3 separate regions of the Sus scrofa genome follow, and regions 1 and 2 are each linked to region 3. A link is a contact called in public promoter capture Hi-C data. All regions are on one chromosome and are shown on one strand. Each heading gives the region's core, a stretch centred on a gene start, on an enhancer-like site or on the middle of the called end of the contact. The rest is flanking DNA. Distances are from core to core; before and after follow the strand shown.

Evidence for each region. Promoter capture Hi-C pulls out the DNA fragments that hold promoters and counts their contacts.
Region 1: a contact with region 3 is called in a promoter capture Hi-C map of fetal skeletal muscle, with 6 times the contacts expected there. The contact joins the enhancer-like site here to the promoter of COG6 in region 3. A contact is called at or near these places in 2 of 5 promoter capture datasets (fetal liver and fetal skeletal muscle), 11 of 47 Hi-C or Micro-C datasets (brain, embryonic fibroblasts, fetal heart ventricle and 6 more) and 1 of 2 datasets of contacts at active chromatin or transcription factors (skeletal muscle).
Region 2: a promoter capture Hi-C map of liver shows a contact between it and region 3, with 5 times the contacts expected there. The contact joins the promoter of PROSER1 here to the promoter of COG6 in region 3. A contact is called at or near these places in 3 of 5 promoter capture datasets (fetal liver, fetal skeletal muscle and liver), 14 of 47 Hi-C or Micro-C datasets (brain, embryonic fibroblasts, fetal heart ventricle and 8 more) and 2 of 2 datasets of contacts at active chromatin or transcription factors (alveolar macrophages and skeletal muscle).

Annotation. Positions count from the first base shown.
Region 1 is chr11:14,203,667-14,206,494 of Sscrofa11.1, reverse strand. All of the region lies in intron 7 of NHLRC3 (a long non-coding RNA gene), which reads right to left. Among named protein-coding and RNA genes, the nearest start is that of NHLRC3, 21 kb to the right of the region's middle. Within about 2 kb of position 1,419, at least 5 of the 83 cell types and tissues checked have an H3K27ac peak or open chromatin away from gene starts, as enhancers often do. A contact at or near this core is called in fetal skeletal muscle, where this site is marked.
Region 2 is chr11:14,182,487-14,185,186 of Sscrofa11.1, reverse strand. It overlaps PROSER1 (proline and serine-rich protein 1), which reads left to right and starts at 1,341. Exons shown (of 13, transcript XM_021065266.1): 1 at 1,341-2,204. The coding sequence starts at 2,160. It overlaps NHLRC3 (a long non-coding RNA gene), which reads right to left and starts at 1,051. Exons shown (of 10, transcript XR_002336530.1): 1 at 732-1,051; 2 at 389-547; 3 at 1-103.
Region 3 is chr11:14,574,838-14,577,537 of Sscrofa11.1, reverse strand. COG6 (conserved oligomeric Golgi complex subunit 6) reads right to left here and starts at 1,334. Exons shown (of 22, transcript XR_002336515.1): 1 at 1,084-1,334. LHFP (lipoma HMGIC fusion partner) reads left to right here and starts at 1,408. Exons shown (of 6, transcript XM_005668367.3): 1 at 1,408-1,739; 2 at 1,831-1,940.

The DNA of each region.
Region 1 (2,828 bases), core at 170-2,669, 370 kb after region 3:
TACAAAAAATATACATCATCAAAATAAAATTTGATTAATTTTTCATAAACTGAACTCACTCATTTAACTGGAACCTAGAAAAAGAGATTGCAAATTTACAGACTCCTCAGAAGACCCTCCTTGTGTTCCCATCCACTTACTACTCCTCAAGGCAACTACCCTGACCTCTAACAGCCCAGATTACTTTAGCCAGTTTATATACTTTATATAAAAAGAGTCATACATTACCTACTCTTCTGTATCTAGCTGAGTGACTGCTCTGTGTGTGTGCATGTATGTGTATACTTGAATGTATACACACACACACACACACACACACACACACACTTATTCCACTTTTCTCTGCAGGGCATTCCATTGAGTGAATATGCCATGATACAGTCTTCAATTTTAATGTCAATGGGCATTTGGGTAGCTTCCAGTTTAGAACTAAAAATGCTGTTATTAATATTCTAGACCATGACTTTTGCTGACTACGTGTAGGAGTGGACTTGCTGGATCACAGGCTCTGCCTATATGTAGCTTTACTTTTCCAAGTGGTAACACCCATTTACACTCAAGCAGCAGTGTGTGGGCTCCAGGTGAATGGCGAGTTTTCAGAGGGGAAAATGTTGCAAAAGCATTTCTTCGTTGAGAATAAAATGCCCAAATCCCTAAACCAGTTAATATTTTTTTCTCATTTTAATTTTTCATGGGCTAAAAGACCACTGATGGGAATAAATTATTCTAGTACTCTGTATACAATTTTCATTCACTCATTAGTAAACTACAACCCCTTTGTCTTACAACTAAATGCTGACTTTCTCCAAGTCCAACTCAAATGCTACTGTTTCCATAAGGTTTATCCCCTCAACTAGCAATATCATTCATTTCAACTCCTTTCACTTTATGCTATTTTTTATGTTCCAACTGGTATTTGGTTACATTGTGTATCCTACAGCCTTTGATTTATTAGTGGCTTGAGGGCAGAGATTGCACTTTTAAAAAAAATATATTACTGTCTATGCCACATGGGCTTTTGTTCACGCAGGGGGATTTTCATATACTTGTTCAGTGAATAAATAATATTCACATTTATTATGATGGGTCCCACTCCTTTATTTCTAGCATCACTCTGTGTTAGTACCTCTTTGCCTTAGAGAACAAATAACTAAAGACTTGATTTCATAAAATTGTAGTTTGAAGTGCATCTCCAATGCACCTCAGGGAACAGGGTGTGGGAAGGAATGTAGAGGAAAGGCAGAAAGTCCAGCAGTTTTTCTTGTTCAGAGGAATGCAGTACAATATGCTTTCTTGGAGCTCTGGGGATTGAAGTATCAGAGGGATTGCTGGCAGCTTGGGTTTGCATATGCAGCTCTGTTTGGGAATGCTCAGATGGTGTGTGATTGTGCTGTGCCTGCAACTGACAGTGCCATCTGTTCCTTGCTTTATTGAGCAATGAGACTTAGTCTCACTCTCCAAATGAGCACACGTGCATGTACACACACACACACTCAAGAGTCCCAATCTCCACCCCAGCCTAAACAGAAAACACAGGATTGACTCTCCCTTTCAGATTTTAATCTCAGCAGGAAATTCACATGAGTCAGGTATCTGAATACAACCCTAGTGAGATCTTCCTCTTTCATGGAGAACTGTGAGGTCCGAGTGGCTAAGAAACCAGGAATCACCACATGCAAAGCCACTCAGCATGGGAGATGAATTATAAGGACAGATGGAACCAGTCAAAAAAAAAAAAAAAATAGCTCCACAGAAAGATGCTTGCTGGAAGGGTATCAGTATAGATGTCAGACATGAGCAGTGTAATAAAACAGCAATAGGAGGTGATAAAAAGAACTTTTTAGAATTGTTAAGAACTATTTTTTAAGTAAAATGTGTATCTATCCATTATTTAGAAATAGCAGTTATTTCCTCATATCATCATCTTCATCAAATACAGAGAAACAATGGAGCTCACTGTTCCATAGATGCAGCTCTATTGTATGAGATCATGTACCCAGAACAGAAACAGAGAAATTGAGCAACATGATTAACGAGCCATAGGTACAGAGAACATATGTCCAGTATTTTCTGTAATTGTCTCAATTTACATAATTTTATTCTTTCAAAAAAAAGACTAAATGTATAATAACATAATCTTTGCACAATTTTAAGTCTTTTCACGTAAAAAAAAAAGTCACAAATCAAGAAAAGTCCTTTTTTAAGAATAGGAATCTTGGACTTGGAAAATACAGCTGTTAGAATGATGGCCTTGAGAATACAGATGGAGACTGATGTCAGTGTATGCGTTTGGGGGAAGCAACGATCACTTTCAGCAAGATGCTGGCATCACCCGAAAGAGTAGTCTTCCACGACACAATGGAGAAATGCTGGATGAAACATAAGCAGTTTCTCAAGCGTACTAAATGAGCTTTCAGGACAGAACGAAGCACTTTCTGTGAAGCCAAAATGGAAAGGAAACTGAAAACCTGCAAGGTAAGCTTCTCAGCCAAGCCAGTGGAAGACTTCAGTTTGGGGGAAAGGAGGACGTTTCAGGAGCCATGGGGCTGCTATTTTACGCCTACAGAAGACTAGACCTTGGGTAGCCTGGCGCAAAAGTTTGAGGCCAAATAGGGTGTCTGCGTAGTGTCAAAGTGTCTCTTCCCAAATATGTGGTAGTTTACAAAGGGGAAAGTAATAAATTTACAGAGGAGCTTCCTGGCAGACATCACCTCAGCCAAGTGATGCTGGTTACCATAGCAATACCTCCTAACACATCTATCTGGACATCAGGTTTCCCTGATATGGCGCACTGAGAAAGGCACAGCACCTCCACTCATCCTTCCCAG
Region 2 (2,700 bases), core at 92-2,591, 390 kb after region 3:
TGGCTGCAAATATGCCATGAGGTGTGTCAACTGTGTAATTCCAGGCTCGTAGGAAATATCCATCCTCTGTGAACACTAATACCTTTGGGATGTTATCCCCTCTCTAAAGGTACACAAAAATAACTGCTTAGGTAAGATCCGTTTTAAAGAGGCAATCTTTATGTTGGCAAAGAGAAACAAAATTTAAAAGTTAATCGAGAAATTCAGTCACGTTTAAAAAACCTGCTACGAAACCTAACAACATTATTATCTACCACATTCAAAATTAAAATGTTAACTTTAACTCAAAAAAAAAATTTCACAATTGGCAAAACATAAACGTATATATGGACTTAATACAGGAAAACTGTCTTCTTCATGTTCATAACTCCGAAAAAAATTTACTTACTTGGGCTACATAAACCAATTCGTTGAGGGAATCAACTGCAACACAAAATGTTGCTCCAGTAAAGTATTCTGAATACGTGGGCCAATCCACATCCAGCCGGTAAAGGATTTCCTCAGCTCTCCAGGAAAATTTAAAAGCAAAATGAAGACGTAGTGGGAGCTGCGTAAGAAAAGAAAATAGGAAAACGTTTTAACACTGAGACAAGCAACACGTCGGCGGTTCGGCCCCCGGTGCAGGTTTTGAGCCCAGCTAGTGCGAAAACCAGCTCCAACTCCATCCCAAGACCTCCTCCCCACAGTGCTATCCACACACCCACCAGCCGTTTCCTCACAATCCAACTCACCGAAGAGCCACAAATATGCGAATGTAAAACCAGATATGCAAGAAAGAAGCCAGCGCCGGCTACGCAGACCCAGAATCTCGCCATGACCAGACGGGAAGTCTGGTGAGGGAAAAGGATTGGCAGGCGGCTGGGGGCCACCGGACAGCCTCAAGTCCACGCACTTAGTCGCTTCCCGAGTTCCTAGCTCCAAACCCCTTTCCCTGGATGCGCGGGGTTCGAGAACGAAAAGGCAGCAGAGACCCAAGTAACAGAAAATCAGAACTGAGGTTTTGGGTTCCCAACTCGTTCCCGCCCCCGCCCTCATATCACGTGCCTCGTTTTACCCCGTGACCACCCTTCGGACCTTCCACGCTGCGGAGATCTCCGGTACGCCAGTATCGGGGCGCCCGTAGATATGCCTTAACAACTCCACATTCATTCTTTTAAATTCAGATTTAGCAATCACAAACTGGCACAATCAAATCCTAGAATCAAGGGTGTGACCCTCAAAAAATAACTTTTGGGTTCTGGGACGAACATCAGCTGCATCCAATTTCGAGACACCCAGGCATGCGCCATGGACATCTACATTCCCACACCAGGACCCCTTTAAAGTCGCTCCTGAAGGCGTGGTCTAAGCTGGCGGCGCAGAGTTGAGTTTACTCGGGTGCGACGGGCCCTATTGAAGGCCCCCAGGAGCCAGGGGGAAGCTGTGGGGGTAACCAGGAGGGGCTCCTGGCGCTCTTGGCGCTGCGGTATTCGGGAGTCCCCCTACCCGGGAGCGTTCCCCCCTTTGCCCGGCTCCTGGAGCTCTCCGGCCGCCGGCCCGCTCCCGGAAGCGGTGGCACCTGGTAACAAAGAGCCTGCCAGGCCTCCGCTGCCCGGGCTGCGGGACCGAGGAGTCCCGAGGAGCTGCTGGGAGTGAGCGCTAGTCAGGCCATGAGGCCAGGTTTGCGGCGGTGAGAGGCGGCCGGCGGCCGAGGCGCTGGTGCGGGCCGGGAAACCAGTGCCTCCTTCCTTGCCGCCCATCGGTTTCGGGGCGCAGGTGCCTCTACTCTCTGGGCCGCTCCACCTGGAAAGGCGGCTTCACGACGGCGGCACCTGGCCTTCGGCTGAAGGGACCGACGGTCTGCCTCGGGCTGCGAACCGCGGGTTTTTCTGCGGGACTCAGAGAGGACCTGGCTCTTCCGCGAGGGTTCCTGCTGCTTTGTGTAAAGAAGCTGGGGAAGCCTGACGGGTTTCGTTTTTAGTAAAAAGTTTTTATAAGTCTCCATTTTTGGAAATTTTTGCAGCGTTTGAAGTACTCTACCTCTTCGCATCCTTTCTCCTGCTCCTTGAGTCTTTTTTTCTTTCTCAGCGGTAAACATTTTTACTATTGGAGCAGACGAGGGATGAACATTTTGTAATTGAAAGTGTAACTGTTAAAACCTCGTGGAGCTAGTAGTCAAGATGGACAAAAAGTCCTTTGAAACGGTGCTGGATGAAATTAGAAAGGTAATTGCACTTAATTCCTTAATTCTGTGAGCTAAGAATTCTCTTATTCTCTTTCAGGGACTGCGTGTAAAATAATAGGATTGCAAAAAGTTGGAATTTTAACGTGGAGTGTAGAAACGTTATCTTGATGCATTTCACGATACAAACGGAAATTATGTTAAGGCTGAGATCAGTGCGGTGTTGCGGAGGTTGTTTTCAGAGTCCGGGTTCCGAATCCCGAGCTCTACAGATCATTTTTAATAGCTCCGTATTTTCGGATAAGTGATTTTAATATTTCCGAGGCGATTTCCTCATCTTTCAGTAACATAAGAGTGACTGGGAACTAGAAATAATACTTAGAAAGTTCCTTTAATGGTAGTTATTATTACGGAAAGTGTTTTTAAGTCTTGAGAATAAGCAGACTATGTTTGTTGCCTGGGAGGGCAAAATTAGCGTCCTAATAAAAAGTGTAGCATTAAGGTTAAGGTCATAGGAATGAGCTTCACTAACCTGAATT
Region 3 (2,700 bases), core at 85-2,584:
CTGCTGGGGCCCTGTGCTAAGCAGTCTCTCCCTGAACCCTCACAACAACCCTGAGAAAGTTATTAGCAGTATTCCCAATTTAGAATTTTAACATCAGCTTAGAGAAGGGGCTTAAACCATAATGCACCAATTTGGTGGTTTAGAGCCAATAATCCGTGGCCCCAGAGCCTACCTTTCTTAGCTCATTATATTGTTATTTTTTTAACACAAAAATTCTTATTGACAGGTTACTGTCAGTTACCTACAAATTCATCTTTAGAACTCTCACTTCTACATATATATTTTTATTTTAACCACAACGGCATGACAATATACCTAGGGACTCAGTGATACAGAAGAGATAAGCAGCTACTAGTGGAGATGGGAAGTCCGCTCTAAGTTTCAGAAGGTACTTGGAAGAGGATGCGGGAGGTTTATCTTGTAAAGAAATACAGCACAAGCCCACACGTCAGTTAGTGCTTGGCTAACAACAAAATTAGTATTGTTTCCTTTGAACCATCAACAGGTGGTAGCCCTTTCGCGCTGTAAATTGTTAGTGCTTGGCCAACAACAAAAACTAGTATTGTTTCCTTTGAACCATAAGCAGGTGGTAGCCCTGTCGCTCTGTAAATTGTTAGATGTTTTCACCTGTCAATGGAAAAGCTCAGTGATGCTTAGCCTTGGCCTTCGTTCCTCCGAAGGCCCCCCTTCGTCCTGCCTTATCTTGCATTTTCCTCTTTTGCCCGTTTCTTCTTCTGCGCCCCCAGGGGGGTGTCTCCTCTCTCCCTCCCTGCTCAGAACCCCCGAACACCTGCGGAAGCAGGGCGCCTCCACCGTTTACCTTCCGGATCCAGAGTCATCGAGGAAAGAACCGTTTTAAATAAATAGGGAGCAATACCCAGAAAACCTCTTCGCTTTTCCAGGGGCTCCTCGGCCTACCCTTTCTTACCCGCCCCATGCCGGCACGACAGCGGGTCCCGAGGGCCTGGGGTCCCCTCGGCGGTGGGGACAAGGGACAAGCTAGAGGGTGTCGGACAGACGCCGCCCCCAGTCCCTCCGACCCGCGAACGACGCGGGACCTTCGGCCCTGCCGGCTGCGGTTACCTTGTCGTTGTCCAGCCGCGTGTCCAGGATCTTACGCAGCTTCCGCGACAGCGGGTTGTTGGTCTGCGCCGAGGTCCCACTGGCCCCATTACTGAAGCCGTTGGCAGCCCCGGTCACGGGCACTGCGACTACTTCCCCGCTACCCTCAGCCATAGCGCCGCGCGTCCCGCCCCCTCCTCGGCGCCGGCCACCTCAGCCCCGGTGCGCGACGCGCCAGCAGCCGCGCATCGCGCATGCGCCTACCTACCGCGCATGCGCCCTGGGAAGGTTCTGCCCTGACCACTCCTGTTGAGCGGAGCTGCTGGGGGCGGTAGAAATTGGTGGAAGGAAGAGAAGGGGCGGGGCAGGACTCTCGGAGCAAGAGGGGACGAGACTAACGCGCGACTTTGCAAAATAGATTAAACTTCAGGGCAAATTTATAGAGTTTGGAGATTCCAGTTTACGGGATTAAAAGGGCATGTGGAATCCTGAATCTTTGAAAGTTCGTGCTAGGCAGAAGTGAAACACACGGAGCCCTGTGTCTCACAAATACGTTCGGTAAAAGTTATTTCCAGTTAAGATCACTTTAGAATACTATGCAACTGTTATCTGCTGTGAAGGAGATTTAAATGAGGCTGTGGAAAGAATTCCAAAATCTAGTATGTGAAAAAAGCAAGGTGCGTTATAGTGTATATAATGTGAAACACTTGTGTGATTGTGTGAAAAAGAGAAATGTGTAAATTTAGGCTTTTTTTTTTTTTTTTCCAGGATGGCATTCCTGTGGAAAGGAGGTTTCCATTTTTCATTTGGTACCTTTCCAAGCGGCCTGAAATTTTCTAATCTTCGTGTGTTGCTGAATATGTGAACAGGTTAATAAGGTAGGCCCGCAACCTTAAATTATTCCCCACCTTTCCGTGTTTATTTGCACTTCTCTGAATTTGCATTTGTAAACAAAATAATCTGAAACTTGGAATGATATGTAGGAGTGCGAAGACAGGGACATTATGGTAAAATTTAAATATATTTAAAGCAATTTTTATGTTTTTTAATGTTAATTTATTTTATAATGCTAACTATAAATTATAAGTTAAAGCCGTAAAAATCAGGATTTTCAACAGTTCAAATCAATATTTTCCAACAGTTAAAAATAATTATTCAGGTAAGCCTCATCAGAGACCTAAGTTTTAAATATGTGTATATTTTTATATGGGTGTGTATATATATAATATTTATATATAACAATTCGTATTGAAGATAAAGGTTTTCTTTTAGTGAAAATGTGAATGCTAGTTATGTGTGTTGAGCTCCTTAATATACTAAAACACTTAGGCTATGAACACCTTGTCCTTAGAGGATGGGGAGTGTCAGCTCTGCCCCTTTTACTTTATTTGTGACTATATTGTTAGTATTATCTTCAATTTGTGGGTTCTCTGAAGGAATCTTTTTAGGCCATTTGCCATTTTGTGAGGCTGTTTATTTAAAGTTAGATGACATAATCTATAAATCCTCCCTACCTCCCCCCCCCCCCCCCCCCCCCCCCCCCGGTGTACAAACTCAAGCATTGAAAACAAGCAAAAAAAGATGACTCCCTCCCAATCCCAGCGTCATGGTACACCCAATCTCCCCCTCAGGATGCCA